Regions from separate parts of the Sus scrofa genome. Here all the other regions are linked to region 3. The links are chromatin contacts, called in public HiChIP or PLAC-seq and promoter capture Hi-C maps. All regions are on one chromosome and are shown on one strand. Each heading gives the region's core, a stretch centred on a gene start, on an enhancer-like site or on the middle of the called end of the contact. The rest is flanking DNA. Distances are from core to core; before and after follow the strand shown. Region 1 holds the start of FAM149B1 (protein FAM149B1). Region 2 holds the start of DNAJC9 (dnaJ homolog subfamily C member 9). Region 3 holds the start of MICU1 (mitochondrial calcium uptake 1).

Region 1 (4,560 bases), core at 115-2,614, 550 kb before region 3:
CATCATTTTAGACATGCTTTTAGATAAAGTCTTATTCCTATGTTATAGAAATGAAGGCTCAAAAAATTAGTAATTTGCCTAAAATTCAGAAGGCTAGAAAAGAGTCTAACCAGAAACCCAGGTGTGACTGAAAATACCATAGCTGTTATTACCATATATAATTAATATTTAATTAATAAATGTATGGTTGCTAAAATTACATACCTTAGTGGAGAAAAACAACAACTGGGATTTGGGGTTAAAAAGCCCAAGCTCAAAAACCTATTGGTTATATAATCTTAAGATGTGTACCTTTCTGATACTTCCTCTGCTGAAAATTGAAGATGGTCATATCCATCTTAAAGATTAAGATGTGAAAGTTTCTGAAAGTGTAAAGCATTAATAAATGTATGACATTATCATTACTTCCTAAATTACAACACTTCACTAAGTTGTTCAAGCTGGAAATATCTGTTCTCTAAAGTCTCAAAAGCAAACCTGATCCTGAGGATTCTGACTCTTCAACGCAGAGGTGGGGAGACAGTATGTAATGGTTATGACCACAAACTTCAGAATCAGACTGATAACGGGTCTATACTTCAGCTCCATCACCACCTAGCTGTGTGATCTTTGGCACGATACAACCTTCAGATCTGGGATCTTTATCTTGTAGGAAGTACAAAATAAGAGTTCCTATCTGGTATCCTTATTGATAGGATTAAGTAAGCTAATGCATGTAAGCGCTTCGCAGGGTGTTTGGCTTTAGACGTATTCAACTTTATTGTAGGACTCAGTTATTAATAACTTCACGAGTTGTTAGTGGCCATGGAAAGTGGGGCATGGAACACAACGGAAACTACAAATGCCTTAGGAAACCCAGTTCCTGAGCCCCGGGAGTGCAGCCCAAGAGGGTCAAGTCCTGGGATTGCACTGGTAACACGCTCTTAGCTGGAGATGGAGGTCTGGAGGGGCAACGTCCGGCAAGGCTAGGAGGAGAAAATTTCAAAGAATTTTTTCTTTCCCTCGCCCTGGGAAAGAAAAAGGAGCAAGGGACTGGTCAAGGAGGGTCCCCAGAGCGCCTGCGGCCCGCCACGGCTTCCCCCGGCCCCAGCTGGGTGGCTGAGCAGTCCACTCACAGCTCCAAGTTCTGAGGCACCGCCTTCCGTGTGTATCTGGAGATCATCCTCCTCTTCCTCCTCAGCCGCGGCCGGGGCGGCCAAGCCAGGGTGGGGGCCTCCGGGCCTGGCCCTCCCGCCAGCTCCGGCTCGGCCCCCTCCCGCCACCTTCCGGCCCCGTCACGCCCCGTCTCCTAGACTCCGGACCGCCACCACCCCAGGATCCCCACCTCTCCAGTCCTCTCCCCTCCCTGTTTCCCCGTGGGGGCGGAAGTGACGAACGCACAGGTGCAGCCGCCTAATACTCCCGCCGACACCTAGCAAAGGCGACGCTGGGAGTTCCGGAGCTGAGCCGGTTTCTGACTTAAGTTTCCGCTGGCTTCAGGTCCTAGACAAGCGTGTGGATCCAGTCAGAGCCGGGCTTTGGCTGCTGCTGGCAGCCCACGAGGTAGGAGAGAAGGCTGAGGAAAGGTGCCGCAGCAGGGACGTGAGGAAGAGGCCCAGGCTTTAGAACTGGAAGCGAAATTGGCTTCATTTTGTTGGATGAAGAAGGGACCCTTGTTTTGAGTAAAGAGCGCTAGAACCTAGTCCGGCCTCAGCTGCTTGGTTGCTTCTCCTGCCGTGCTCCCGGTTTCCTCATATGTACAGTGTGGAGTCAGTCTGAGTGATCTCAAAGTCCCTTCTAGCCTGACACTAAATTCTTCATAATAAGGTGTGCTTGGCATTCTGGGGTGGGTGAGTATTTATTATCTGTCAATCTGGACTGTAGTGAGTGTCTGGATAGAAGATGCAAGTTCCTCTCGACTTAGTTTTATTAGTTCCTTGGAAAACCAAATAAGCCTGAAAATCGAATCACAGCCTTAAAGTGGACCATCCAGTGCAATATCTTTCTTTAACAAGCCTCACCTGGCAGCAATAGTAAGCTAGTACTTTTGTCTGTAAGGGAAATCCTTAGAAAACAGTTATTTATACCCTCTGAGACCTGAAAAGGGGCGGAGGGCGGTGGTTTGGGACGGGTTGTTGTAGGATCAAGAGCCATGGGCAGATTATTTTGGGGTGAAATGATAGGATATAAATGTTTTGTAGTTTTGAATTCACCCATGATGTACAAGGGGAAAGATTTAAATTCTGCAGAGTAAGGGAGATTACTCTTAAGAGTGTTTAAACAATAAAAATTCAGGGAAGAAGTTCCCTGGTGGCTCAGGAGGTTAAATACAGCTGTGTCATGGGTTCAGTCACTGGCCTGAGAACTTATGCATGCTACAGGCATGGCAGGAAAGAAAGGAAGAACGAACGAACGAAAAGAAAGAAAGAAAGAAAGTAAAGAGAGAGAAAGAGAGGGAGAAGAGGATGAAGGGAGGAAAGTAGAGACGGATTTTAGAAATGATAAAATAACATTCTCATTCTACAATTAGGGGGAAGCCCCAGAAAGAGAAAATGAAATGCCCAGAATGACACAACTAGGACCAGTGGCAGAACTGGAATTTTTGTCAATATTTCAAGAGATGTTATTGCATTGTTTCTGACCGTGTGTTACATGCACCACTATTAGTGCAAAGGCAAACATTTTTTATTTCATTTTTACACGCTTATTAACTTGGGAATGCAGTACTAGATTTCCATTTACTGTATTGTATCAAAAGTTGCTTTCATATAATTGTAAGTATAAAAATGTCATTGAAAGAATTTTAATTAAATGCTATAATTGGTATGTGGTCAAGGCAAAAATCATGATGATTGTATGTGGATAACTGAATTTTGGAAAACAACATTAATGGAATTGCCTAGAATAGTTCAAGGAATGGGATATTACTTCTGCATTATTTTGTATGGTTTATATTATTGCCACTTTAAATGTAGCTTTCAAAGAAGAATGGAGGAAAATATGAAGCTTGCTACAGTGGAAGATACTGTAGAGTACCGCCTGTTCCTGATATCGGATGAACTAAGGGACCCAGAAAAACACAGAGAGATTCTTCAAAATTATATTGAGAAGATAATGACCCAGTTTGCACCTATGCTGGTCCCCTATATCTGGCAGAATCAGCCTTTCAATCTCAAATATAAACCTGGGAAAGGTGAGGCTCTTTCACTTATTTTGATTGGATATGTGTGATTTTTTAATGTCATTCTAACAACAGTGATGTATGATATTCATATTTCATTCAGTGTTGTCAGGAGATTTAGAGCCTGAACTTTTTAGATTAGTGATATTTGCCTATATTCAGTTAAGCCCTTGAACTTAAAAAAAAAAAAACTTTTTAAAATTAATATTGATGAAAATTAATAGTCATTACCTTAGGAACTAATATATACTCAATATTAATTAGCCATGGTTCTTCGTTTGAAATTTAATTACTTAATTATGCCATAATGTATCTAGGTACCTATACTAAACAGGTTCAAGCATGTGTCTTCCTTAACCATAGTTCTTTTAGCTGTTACTCTGTATTCCTCAGTCTTAACAGTGTGTGTATTAGGTTGCCTTGTTTCACGTAGTTATTTTAGTGAGGATCTAAGAGTGGCTCTGCCTGGGATTTACCACTGTGGCACAATGGGATTGGTGGTGTTTCTGGAGTGGTGGGGCGAAGTTTCAGTGCCCAGCCTGGCACAGTGGGGAAGTGCTGCTGCTGAAGCTGTGGCATAGGTCACAGCTGTGGCTCACATCTGATCCCAGGTCCAAGAACTCCATATGCTGCTGGGAGTCCAAAAAAGAAAATAAATAAATAAATAAATAAACATTTTTTAAAAGTTTAAAAAAATTAGAGTGGCTCTGCCTGGCTGCTAAAGAGAAATAATTGAACTAAATGACCATTATCGGCCCACTCAGAAGTATTTTGAGTTTCCTTCACTGATTTCCTGTGTTGTCAGTGCTTGAGATCTGACCTCTGGCCCAGTAGGGCATTTTGCCCTGTCATTTCTTATAACTTCACTAAAAATGAATTATGGAGAGGTGACCAAGGCTCTACTCATGCAGCGACTTATGTAGGGTCTTGTTTCAGATCTGACGTCTTATGATACCGTCCTTCTGGCTCTTAATTTAGTGCATATCTGCTTATTTTTTGGTTAGCAGTTGCTGGATGTCTTCCCTGCTGTTAATTTTATTGAACTCCTATTCACAGAAACACGTGATATTTATTGGCAAGAATATTGTCACATTAGCACTGCACATCCAAAGCCAATTCCTTATATTTTTTTCTAGAAAATTATTTTTACAGGGTGTTCTTATCTTGCTTAATGGCATTGCTATCCATGTAGCTGTCAAGCTCATTAGTAATTCAAAATCATACTCAACTACTCACTTCACTCTATTCAGTCAGGCACTAAAGCTCAAATCCTCATGTTATTACTCCTCAAATATGGCTCCTTTTATACACCTGGTTACGGTCTAGACCCTCTGTAGATCTGAAAGACTGCGGTGGTCACCTAACTTCTTTGGTTCCAGTGTCTCCAGTTCCTGACACTG
Region 2 (4,715 bases), core at 1,465-3,964, 620 kb before region 3:
GTGAGGCTGAGTTTCCAGGGAAACATTAACTTGTATTGTTATAATGAATGAAAATCCTGTTACTTTTAGGTCTTTCTGGCTTTTACCCTCTGCATCCCATGATGATCACAAATGCTGAGAGACTGCGACGGAAACGGGCACGAGAAGTCCTCTTAGCGTCTCAGAAAACAGATACAGAGGCTACAGAAACAAAAGCGAGCTGACTTAAATGAGTGTAGCAGTGGAAATAAGTTTAAGTCCAATTAAAACATTTGTGCAGAACTCTTAGTTTTATTAGACTTAGAGGTTAATAAATGTAGTTTTTAAAGTCACCCATGCTTTTCTGGCCTGAACAGGGCTCAGGGAAGGTTTGTTCTTGATTGACGTAAAGCTGGTATAGGTACTAATTAGCTTTTTCAGCCTTCATCTGGGGAAAATAGTGGTTGTGGGGTGGGTTGGATTCTGCCTCTATTGGACAACTTTTTAGCCTGCTGCCTTCCAAGACTTCCCTGTTTCAAAGCTGCCAACCAGAATGTTCATGGCCTATCCAAGTAATTCTTCCTGTAATCATTTGCGATCATCCCACCAACTCAAGAACACAGTTACTTCCAAGGTAGGTTTGTTATGAGCTTTTAGGCTACTTTTTAAGAATGAATAGCTGAAAGAAAGATAATGTTGTAAAGTACCTACATACATTCTAGGCCTTTTCCATGCAAGATTATTTTTGAGAATTACAAGGTATCATGAAGTTAGGTAGGGTTATCTCCAATTTATAGGTGGGGAAGCTGAGGTTTGGAAGAAGGCCACATAGTTTTAATAATGGGCAGAGCTAAGAGTCAACCCTCAGTGTGCCTACCTGGAGTCCTTTTCCAACATGTTATATTGTCAGTGGTGGAGGAATTGAGCAAAAATGAGGGGCTTTACAAAAGTCCACTTAAAAAGTCAGTGATAGAATCAGGTTTAGGTATCATGATTTGGTAATGTAAATGACTAGTTGTGCCAAAAACAAAAAAAAAAGAAAACAAACCCCAAATACATTATCTGTTCCACCAGAACTGTAGCAAGGATTATATTCTGTGTAAGATTAAAATATAGAAGATTTATAGAGGAGATTCTCAAGCTCTATCAGTGTACCGACTTATTTTATTCTCTGGGCTTTATATTCTGTGAATAGTTATCAGCCACCTCAAAATCTGGGGGTCACAAATTCTGCCAGGGTTGTCACTGTTTGGCCTCCACTTGCTTTGAGGAGACTTTGAAGGCAGGACAGGCAGAGAGGAACTGACTTTAGTTGGGTTGTATCTTGGATCTAGGAAAGAGAAATGTTTTGGAAACCACAGAAGTCTGGAAGTTAGATAATAATCTACCCTGGTTTGAGGTCTTCAGAGAAACTTCAATTGGTAGAGCAGAGGCAAATGTGATTCTGGAAAGTATTGATCAGTTAGGGGAACTGATGTGAAATGGGTATTACTTTGAGCTACTGAGTTTCTGCCAACTCGACTACTGTTGTCTGTCTTTTTTAAAAGATTCGTATATATACAACTTCCTGTGTGGGCTCATCCTCTCCCTGATTTCCAAAGTTTTCTCTAACCCTGGCCTTGCTTTGGATTTCCAGGCCCAGATTTTTCACCATGTTTTAAATGATTGCATCAGCCTATCTTGCTACTACCTCAAATCCAACATGCTTTAGAAAACCTTTGCTTCTGAAGTTGACCTTTTTTTTTTTTTTCTTTTTTTTTTTTTTTGCGGGGATGGGAGGGGGACGTGCCTGCAGCATATGGAATTACCAAGCCAGAGAAAGAACCCGGACCAGAGCAGTGACATGAGCTGCTGCAGTGACAAGGCTGGATCCTTAACCTGCTGCACCACAAGAGAACTCCCCCAAAGCTTGTGTTTTTATTAAGATGATTGTTGGATTATATTATCTCCACCAAAGTGGAGGAGCTGTTAAGGTGAATAGGAATGATTCTGTAATAAATGTCAAATCTAGACTCTCAGATTAAAAAAGTTTTTAAAAGATTGGTATTTTGTGTTTTTTGTTTAATGTAGGCTTATTTATTGCAGGACTCAAGGGAAAGTCCCTTCCCAGCAGTTCCGCCACCTGTAGGATGCAAAATTATTTGGGCCTTAGAGCTCTATATACTCTTGTCAAATCATCATTGGAAAAGAGCAAATCTATTTAATCTTTAGGTTAAACCATGTGAAATTGCCAAACGCCAATGTTAGGCTTTTTTTTTTTTTTTAAACTGAAAAAAAGCAAAAAAACAGCATTGCAGGAGTTGCCCGCTGTGGCGCAACGGGATCAGCAGCATCTCTGGAGTTCTGGGACGCAGGTTCAATACCTGTCCCCTGCACGTGTTGCACATGTTGCCGCAGCTGTGGAGGTGGTCACAACTGGGGCTGGGATCTGATCCCTGGCTCGGAAACTCCATTTGCCGCGGGGCGGTCGAAAAAACCCCACCAAAACAACAATGCATAGATTCAGCTTAATATGATGAACGTTCCTTATACTGCATAAACTGAGCGGGGATTTTGAGAATATAGCTGCCAAGTTTCGAAAATAAGGGGAGTCGGGCCGCGGAGGAGAGGGCGGGGTAGAAGGAGATCCCCTAGGTCAGAGAGATCTGGGACGCCGTAGCCACACCCTGTCTCTACCTCGGCTGACGCCAGCTTTAACCACGCCCCATTTTGCAGCCGTCGTAAAGTGTGGCGTCGAGACCCCGCCCCTTCCTGCGCCTCTTATGACGCAGGCGCCCTGGGCGTTTTGCGCGGGAAAAGGAAGCGGTGTAGTGTTCTGCTCTGTTGTAGGGACCTGCTGTTTTCAGTGAGGCTGCCGCCCGCTCTGCACCACTACCAGCCATGGGACTTCTGGAGCTGTGCGAGGAAGTATTCGGAACCACCGACCTATACCGAGTGTTGGGCGTGCGACGCGAGGCCTCAGACGGCGAGGTCCGACGTGGTTACCACAAAGTGTCCCTGCAGGTGCACCCGGACCGGGTGGGCGAGGGCGACAAGCAGGACGCCACTCGCCGCTTCCAGGTACGCTAGACCCCGCTCCACCCGCCGCCCGGGCTTCTTTCCGTCTCCTGGCCGCTTAGCGCCGCCCGGGTGAAGTAAGCGGAACCCGGCCTGGCGTTTTCTAATCTTTTTTTTTTCCGCGGTGTTGTTCCAGTGAGGGGGCAGGGGTGACTTCTGGATGCTCTTTCCCGCAGATCCTCGGGAAGGTCTATTCCGTTCTGAGTGACAAAGATCAGAGGGCAGTGTACGATGAGCAGGGAACTGTGGACGAGGATTCTGATGTGCTCAGCCAAGATCGGGACTGGGAGACCTATTGGAGATTACTCTTTAAAAAGGTAAAGAACTCTGGAGATTTCCTTGTGACTGTTACCATCATTCATTCAACGAAGATTTATTGGATGCCTCTAAGGTCTTGCACTTTGTATTGTGTAAAAATGAGGAAATTTTTATTTGGCTTCGATATATTAATAAATACCCACAGGCATTCCTCAGGAGATACCTATCTAACCTATTGATCTTGAGGAAAGACAAATTTAACTATTAGGTTGAACCATGTGTATGTGTGAAACCATACACATACACACACTTAACTGAAATGGATCTTTAATCATCTGTTGATGTAGAATGATTATAGTAAAAGGGGGGCATTTAATTTTTTTTACAAGATGTGCTTTATTTTACATATCTAGATGCAAGTTTTGAGTATTTTCCTGGGTCTCTTCCCAACTTTGAAAACTTCACTTAAATTTTTCTGATCTGTAGCTTAGCAGTTGTAAAGGTCGGGCTGAGAGAACTCTGGAAAATCTTTGGCGTAGAAAATTTGGTTCCTTAAAACAGTTTCAGCTCAAGTAACGTGTATTGGGGAGAAGCATTTCAAGACCTAAATTTAGTTTTTACTAGAGTTCCTTTTATTTAAAATAAAATTCTCAAAGTTAAAGCATATATCTCTCATTTGTTCAGATATCTCTAGAGGACATTCAAGCTTTTGAAAAGACATACAAAGGTTCTGAAGAAGAGCTGGCTGACGTTAAACAGGCCTATCTAGACTTCAAGGGTGACATGGATCAGATTATGGAGTCTGTGCTGTGTGTGCAATACACAGAAGAACCCAGAATAAGGAATATTATACAACAAGCTATTGATGCTGGAGAGGTCCCATCCTATAATGCCTTTGTCAAAGAATCGAAGCAAAAAATGAATGCAAGGAAAAGAAGGGTAAGATTTTGAATGCTCTTTGTTATTTATATCTTGACTGCTTCCGAAAAGAATTTGAGGATATTTACAGTAATAAAAATACATAAAAGAAAAAGAAAATATATCTAAGACCACTGAGGACTTCTCTGGTGGTGGCCTAGCAGTTAAGGACTCTGTGTTGTCACTGCTGTGACTCAGGTCACTGCTGTGGCTTGGGTTCAGTCTCTGGCCCAGGAACTTCCCCATGCTATGGGTGTGGCAAAAAAAAAAAAAAACAAAACAAAAACAGAAAACACTGAAAAAAGGATAAGGGTTAACTTTATACTAGTTTTCATCTAATAAAATGAGCATATCAGCTCATTAAGGGAACCTTTTTTTTAACCTACTATGTTGTGCTCAGGAGGATTTTATGGCATGGATTATTTAGATAATCAATATTTTAAAGTAGCACTGAAATATTCTTCATATGGGCCAGTTCTTGTAGCCTTGCTGGGGCATTCCTGGGAGATGAAGTAAGGGAGCCC
Region 3 (4,234 bases), core at 1,579-4,078:
GATACTAGTCATGTTCGTAACCTGCTGAGCCACAACAGGAACATCCTATATTTTTAAAAATATAGTTATTATTCAAAAATATGTTATTTATGTCAACATATAATGGGCTTATTATTTTAATGACTAAAAACATTTAAAAACTTCGGTTTTAATTTCTAACATAATAAGTATTGCTAGGTATAACACATATAAACAAGTTGTTTGGGGTCCTTAATAACTTTTAAGAGTGTAAAAGAGTCCTGTGACCAAAAAGTTTGAGACAGTGATTTGTTTTCACATATTATTTAATAATTAGCTGAACTGGAGTTCCTGTTGTGGCTCAGTGGTAACGAACCCAGCTAGTATCCATGAGGGTGCAGGTTTGATCCCTGGCCCTGCTCAGTGGGTTAAGGATCTGGCATTGCCATGAGCTGTGGTGTAGGTCACAGACATGGCTCATATTCAGCATTGCTGTGGCTGTGGTATAGGCTGGCAGCTATAGCTCTGATTTTACCCCCTAGCCTGGGAATCTCCATATGCCACAGGTAAGGCCCTAAAAAGACCGAAAAAAAAAAAAAAAAAAAAGAAAAAAAATTAGGTGACCTGGTTATTTAGTTTTATAGAGACAAATTTTGACTAAAATCAGGATTGAATGTCACCAATTCTTAAAAATTGATCTTTGGAGTTCCTTGATGGCCTAGGACTTAAGGATCCAGTATTGTCACTGCTGTGGCTTGGGTTGGGTCACTGCTACGGTGGGTGTTTGGTCCCTGGCCCAGGAACTTCTGCATGCTGTGGAGGAAAAAAATGAAAAAAAAAATTTGACCTTTGTTCAGCATTTTTGCATTGATAACTTTTTTTCTTATTCTGAAAAACACTTAACTCAGCCATGATTAACTTAACTAGTTAAGATTCCATGAGCCCCCAAAGTGTTCCAAGATAATCTATGCCACAACTTGAAATTCCAACCATTAGCATTAATGGACATACTGCCAAATACCCATTAGTAAACCGGGAAGAATGTCTTTATCAGATTTCTCACTCAACAGAGAACAGGCTTTAAATGGAAAGACACACAGAAAAGGTACATTTTAATAGCTGAGAAGCAAATCAGAAAAGATTCCTGGAGTTCCTGCTGAGGCTCAGGGGGTTAAGGACCTGATGTTGTCTCTGTGAGGATGGGGGTTCAATACCTGGCCTCGCTCAGTGGGTTAAGCTTCTGGTGCTGCCACAAGCTGAAGCGTGGGTTGAAGATATGGCTGGGATCCAGTGCTGCCATGGCTGTGACGTAGGCTCCCGCTCCAGCTCTGATTCAACCCTTGTTCTGGCTGCCTTCGTTTCCATGGTTGTAGCCTGGGAACTTCCATGTGCTGCAGGTGCGGCCATAAAAAGAAAAAAATTTTTAATTAAAAAAATAAAGATTCCTGCTATTCCCATTGTGGTGCAGTGGAAATGAATCTAATTAGGAACCATGAGGTTGCAGGCCTCGCTCAGTAGGTTAAGGATCTGGTATTGCCGTAAACTATTTTGTAGGTTGCAGACCCGGCTTGGATACTGCATTGCTGTGGCTGTGGCGTAGGCTGGCAGCTGTAGCTCTGACTTGACCCCTAGTCTGGGAATCTCCATGTGCCGGGGGTGCAGCCCTAAAATGCAAAATAAATAAATAAATAAATAAATAAATAAATAAATAAATATTCCCAATTCTTGTGTCAAGATGATCCAGGGACAGTAGATTGAAGATGTCTTTGGTGTTCTTTCTATCAGGTCTGTGCCAGCCATACCATTTGATACATTACCTAGGGAGGGGTCATAGCCCGCTTCCCCATCTACAATTCACAAAAACCGTTTTCATCAACAGGATGGTTGGAACAAACATGGGGTTGCCTGTAAAGTGCTAGCGCAGTGCCAAGAACATAACGATCTGTCCTTCTTGGGATAGTGGGGAGGGAGAGTCCTCTGAGAAGAAATGGAGAAAATAGTTGTTTTGCTTCCTTCACAATTTAACCCAGTGATAGTTCTGGCTGCCTTCTTTTGTTTCCATGGTTGTAGCCTTTGCTACAGCTCTGCTAAGGAAAGTATTTATTTATTTTTGACTGTACCCCCCAGAATGCAAAACTTCTCGGTCAGGGATCAAATCCACACCACACCAGCAACTGGAGCCACACCAGTGACACCCTGGACCCTTTAACCAATAGGCCACCAGAATCTAGAACTAGGAAATTCCTGAAGAAACTTTTAAATTCCATCATATCATAATCAAAATATTGTCATTCTCTTGAGACTTTTCCATTCTCACTCCTGACAGCAACCTCTGAGGAAAAAAAATGTTACTAGTAGCTCGGTGACTAAACTCTCCAATCATATTAGCTTGCAAAGAGAACTTCTGAAAAACCTAAATAATAGACAATGCGGTGAGTCGGTTTCTAAATTTAAAAAAGCTTCAAGGTCAGGAAACAGGCAAATTTCACCAGAAGCCTAAACCTAAACGCAGTTCGAAAAGAACAATTCCCAACTCACTGTGGTCCAGTTTTCTTTTCATTGTCTCCTGTTTTGCTTAGTCAACACATAAAGGGGCATCAACGAGGCGGAAGCCGGCACACTAAATCTCTTTCACAGACATCTATACCACTAGCGCGTGGAGGGTGAACCGCCAGAGAAAAATCCGGAGAGCTTCCACTGTCCCGCCTAAATACTGAGGCCGGGGCGGGGCCCGAGGCCGGGGCGGGGCCCGAGGCCGGGGCGGGGCCCAAGGCCGGGGCGGGGCGGGTTGCCTGGCCCCTCCCCACTCCCTATCCTCCATGCCCCGCCCACACGCATTTCGCCACGATCCCGACAGCCCTAGCGGCTAGAAGGGTTACGTGAGGGTGGGCGGCGGAGCTGGAGGCTTAACTTTGTTGCTCTCTTCATCTCTATGGTTTTCCGAGGTGCGCGGCTTTGACGGAGAAGCAGCTGAAGCTCCGCTGTAGACGGGTGAGTCCTGTACTCTCAAGGGTATGAGGCGAGACACGTTTAGAGAAGATGAAAGGAAGGATGATGCGAAAAGCTTTAGGGACCTGACCTCCGGGACTGGCCGTTTGTCTGCTCCGGAATTAGCAACTTCTCTGGTCGACCGGGATAGCTGTCTCTCCCTGATGTGCTCAGTTTAGGGGCTTGAGAGCAGTCCTTAGTCCTGCCGGCTTCCTTTCCTCCGCTTTCTTTGACCTCACCTGGTCCCTTCTTCCTGTCCCAGGAGAACTTCTCCTGCCGAGTTCCCAGCTGCAGGGTTCACTTGAGCTTCGACGTCCCTCTTCGGGCGACCAAAGACATCCCCTGGGATTTGTGGATGTGGTTGGAAGTGGGTGGGGACTTTATTGTTAAATGTCTGATGGGGCCAAGTATTAATCATTGAAACAAAACCAAAAAAAATGAAAAAAAAATTGATGGGGAGCTGAAGGAACAAAACAAAGTTCAGGCTTCTTAGACTGTTCGGTTTTTGCCTTTCCCAGTGCCTTACCTGTTTTTATTCTCCCTCAGGTTCCCTTACCACCATCTCATTTTGGCCCACAATGCGGTGTTTTGAGAATGAGCCGGGGTTTATTGACTCAAGCTGAATGTTGGGAGGAGAGTTTAAAACTGTTTAAGTTGCCAGTCTCTATGATCTTATTGTTTATGGTTTCTATACCCTCCCTTTCGGATGCCTGAAAAGTATTGTAGCTATTTGTAAAGCTAAGTAGAAAAACCATTTTATAGCTGAGGGACTGGAGTAAAAGAAAAATTCTCCTTGTGGTACCTGGAAATACCTATTTTCTTTCAGTTTCATAAGCAGATGTTTCTATCAGTTATTGGGTGCTTTCTTGGGCATACCTTTGTTTATGTTAAAGTATTCCTTTGAATTACATGTGCAGGTGATCTAGCAGTAGAAAGGGTGCAACAGTTTGGGGTTGATAGCTGTAGGAGAGTTTAGATTTCATTAAATGATATGACACACAAAATGTCAGCATCTGGAGACAGTGGTGTTGGCCAGGTTGACCAACCCATTATCTTCCTGCTTTGGGTAAGGTAATGTTAAATATTGCCTTATTCTAAAAACTTTTTAGAACCCACTGCCACTTGCTTGTGAGACGGTAGCTCTGGTCTCCAGCTACTCTTAAGTTTCATTGCTGAGAATTATGAGACCAAAAACAAGCCTAACAAAAAGTAAAAATTCAGGAGTGGATTTTGTGCCTGAGGAGAAAAGGAAAGAGTGACAGAAACTAGTAAGAGCAAGAGAGCCAAA

Evidence for each region. Promoter capture Hi-C pulls out the DNA fragments that hold promoters and counts their contacts. HiChIP or PLAC-seq counts read pairs in DNA pulled down with a chosen protein or histone mark.
Region 1: a promoter capture Hi-C map of fetal skeletal muscle shows a contact between it and region 3, with 5 times the contacts expected there. The contact joins the promoter of FAM149B1 here to the promoter of MICU1 in region 3. A contact is called at or near these places in 1 of 5 promoter capture datasets (fetal skeletal muscle), 1 of 47 Hi-C or Micro-C datasets (heart right ventricle) and 1 of 2 datasets of contacts at active chromatin or transcription factors (alveolar macrophages).
Region 2: an H3K27ac HiChIP or PLAC-seq map of alveolar macrophages shows a contact between it and region 3. The contact joins the promoter of DNAJC9 here to the promoter of MICU1 in region 3. A contact is called at or near these places in 1 of 5 promoter capture datasets (fetal liver), 1 of 47 Hi-C or Micro-C datasets (heart right ventricle) and 1 of 2 datasets of contacts at active chromatin or transcription factors (alveolar macrophages).

What each region holds. Positions count from the first base shown.
Region 1 is chr14:75,989,461-75,994,020 of Sscrofa11.1, reverse strand. FAM149B1 (protein FAM149B1) reads right to left here and starts at 1,364. Exons shown (of 13, transcript XM_013983338.2): 1 at 1,116-1,364. The coding sequence starts at 1,162. It overlaps ECD (protein ecdysoneless homolog), which reads left to right and starts at 1,399. Exons shown (of 13, transcript XM_005671096.3): 1 at 1,399-1,542; 2 at 2,955-3,172. The coding sequence starts at 2,968.
Region 2 is chr14:76,068,300-76,073,014 of Sscrofa11.1, reverse strand. It overlaps DNAJC9 (dnaJ homolog subfamily C member 9), which reads left to right and starts at 2,714. Exons shown (of 5, transcript XM_003483498.4): 1 at 2,714-3,018; 2 at 3,192-3,332; 3 at 3,958-4,212. The coding sequence starts at 2,839. It overlaps MRPS16 (28S ribosomal protein S16, mitochondrial), which reads left to right. Exons shown (of 4, transcript XR_001301010.1): 3 at 70-592; 4 at 1,738-1,998.
Region 3 is chr14:75,444,192-75,448,425 of Sscrofa11.1, reverse strand. MICU1 (mitochondrial calcium uptake 1) reads left to right here and starts at 2,828. Exons shown (of 12, transcript NM_001243605.1): 1 at 2,828-2,949.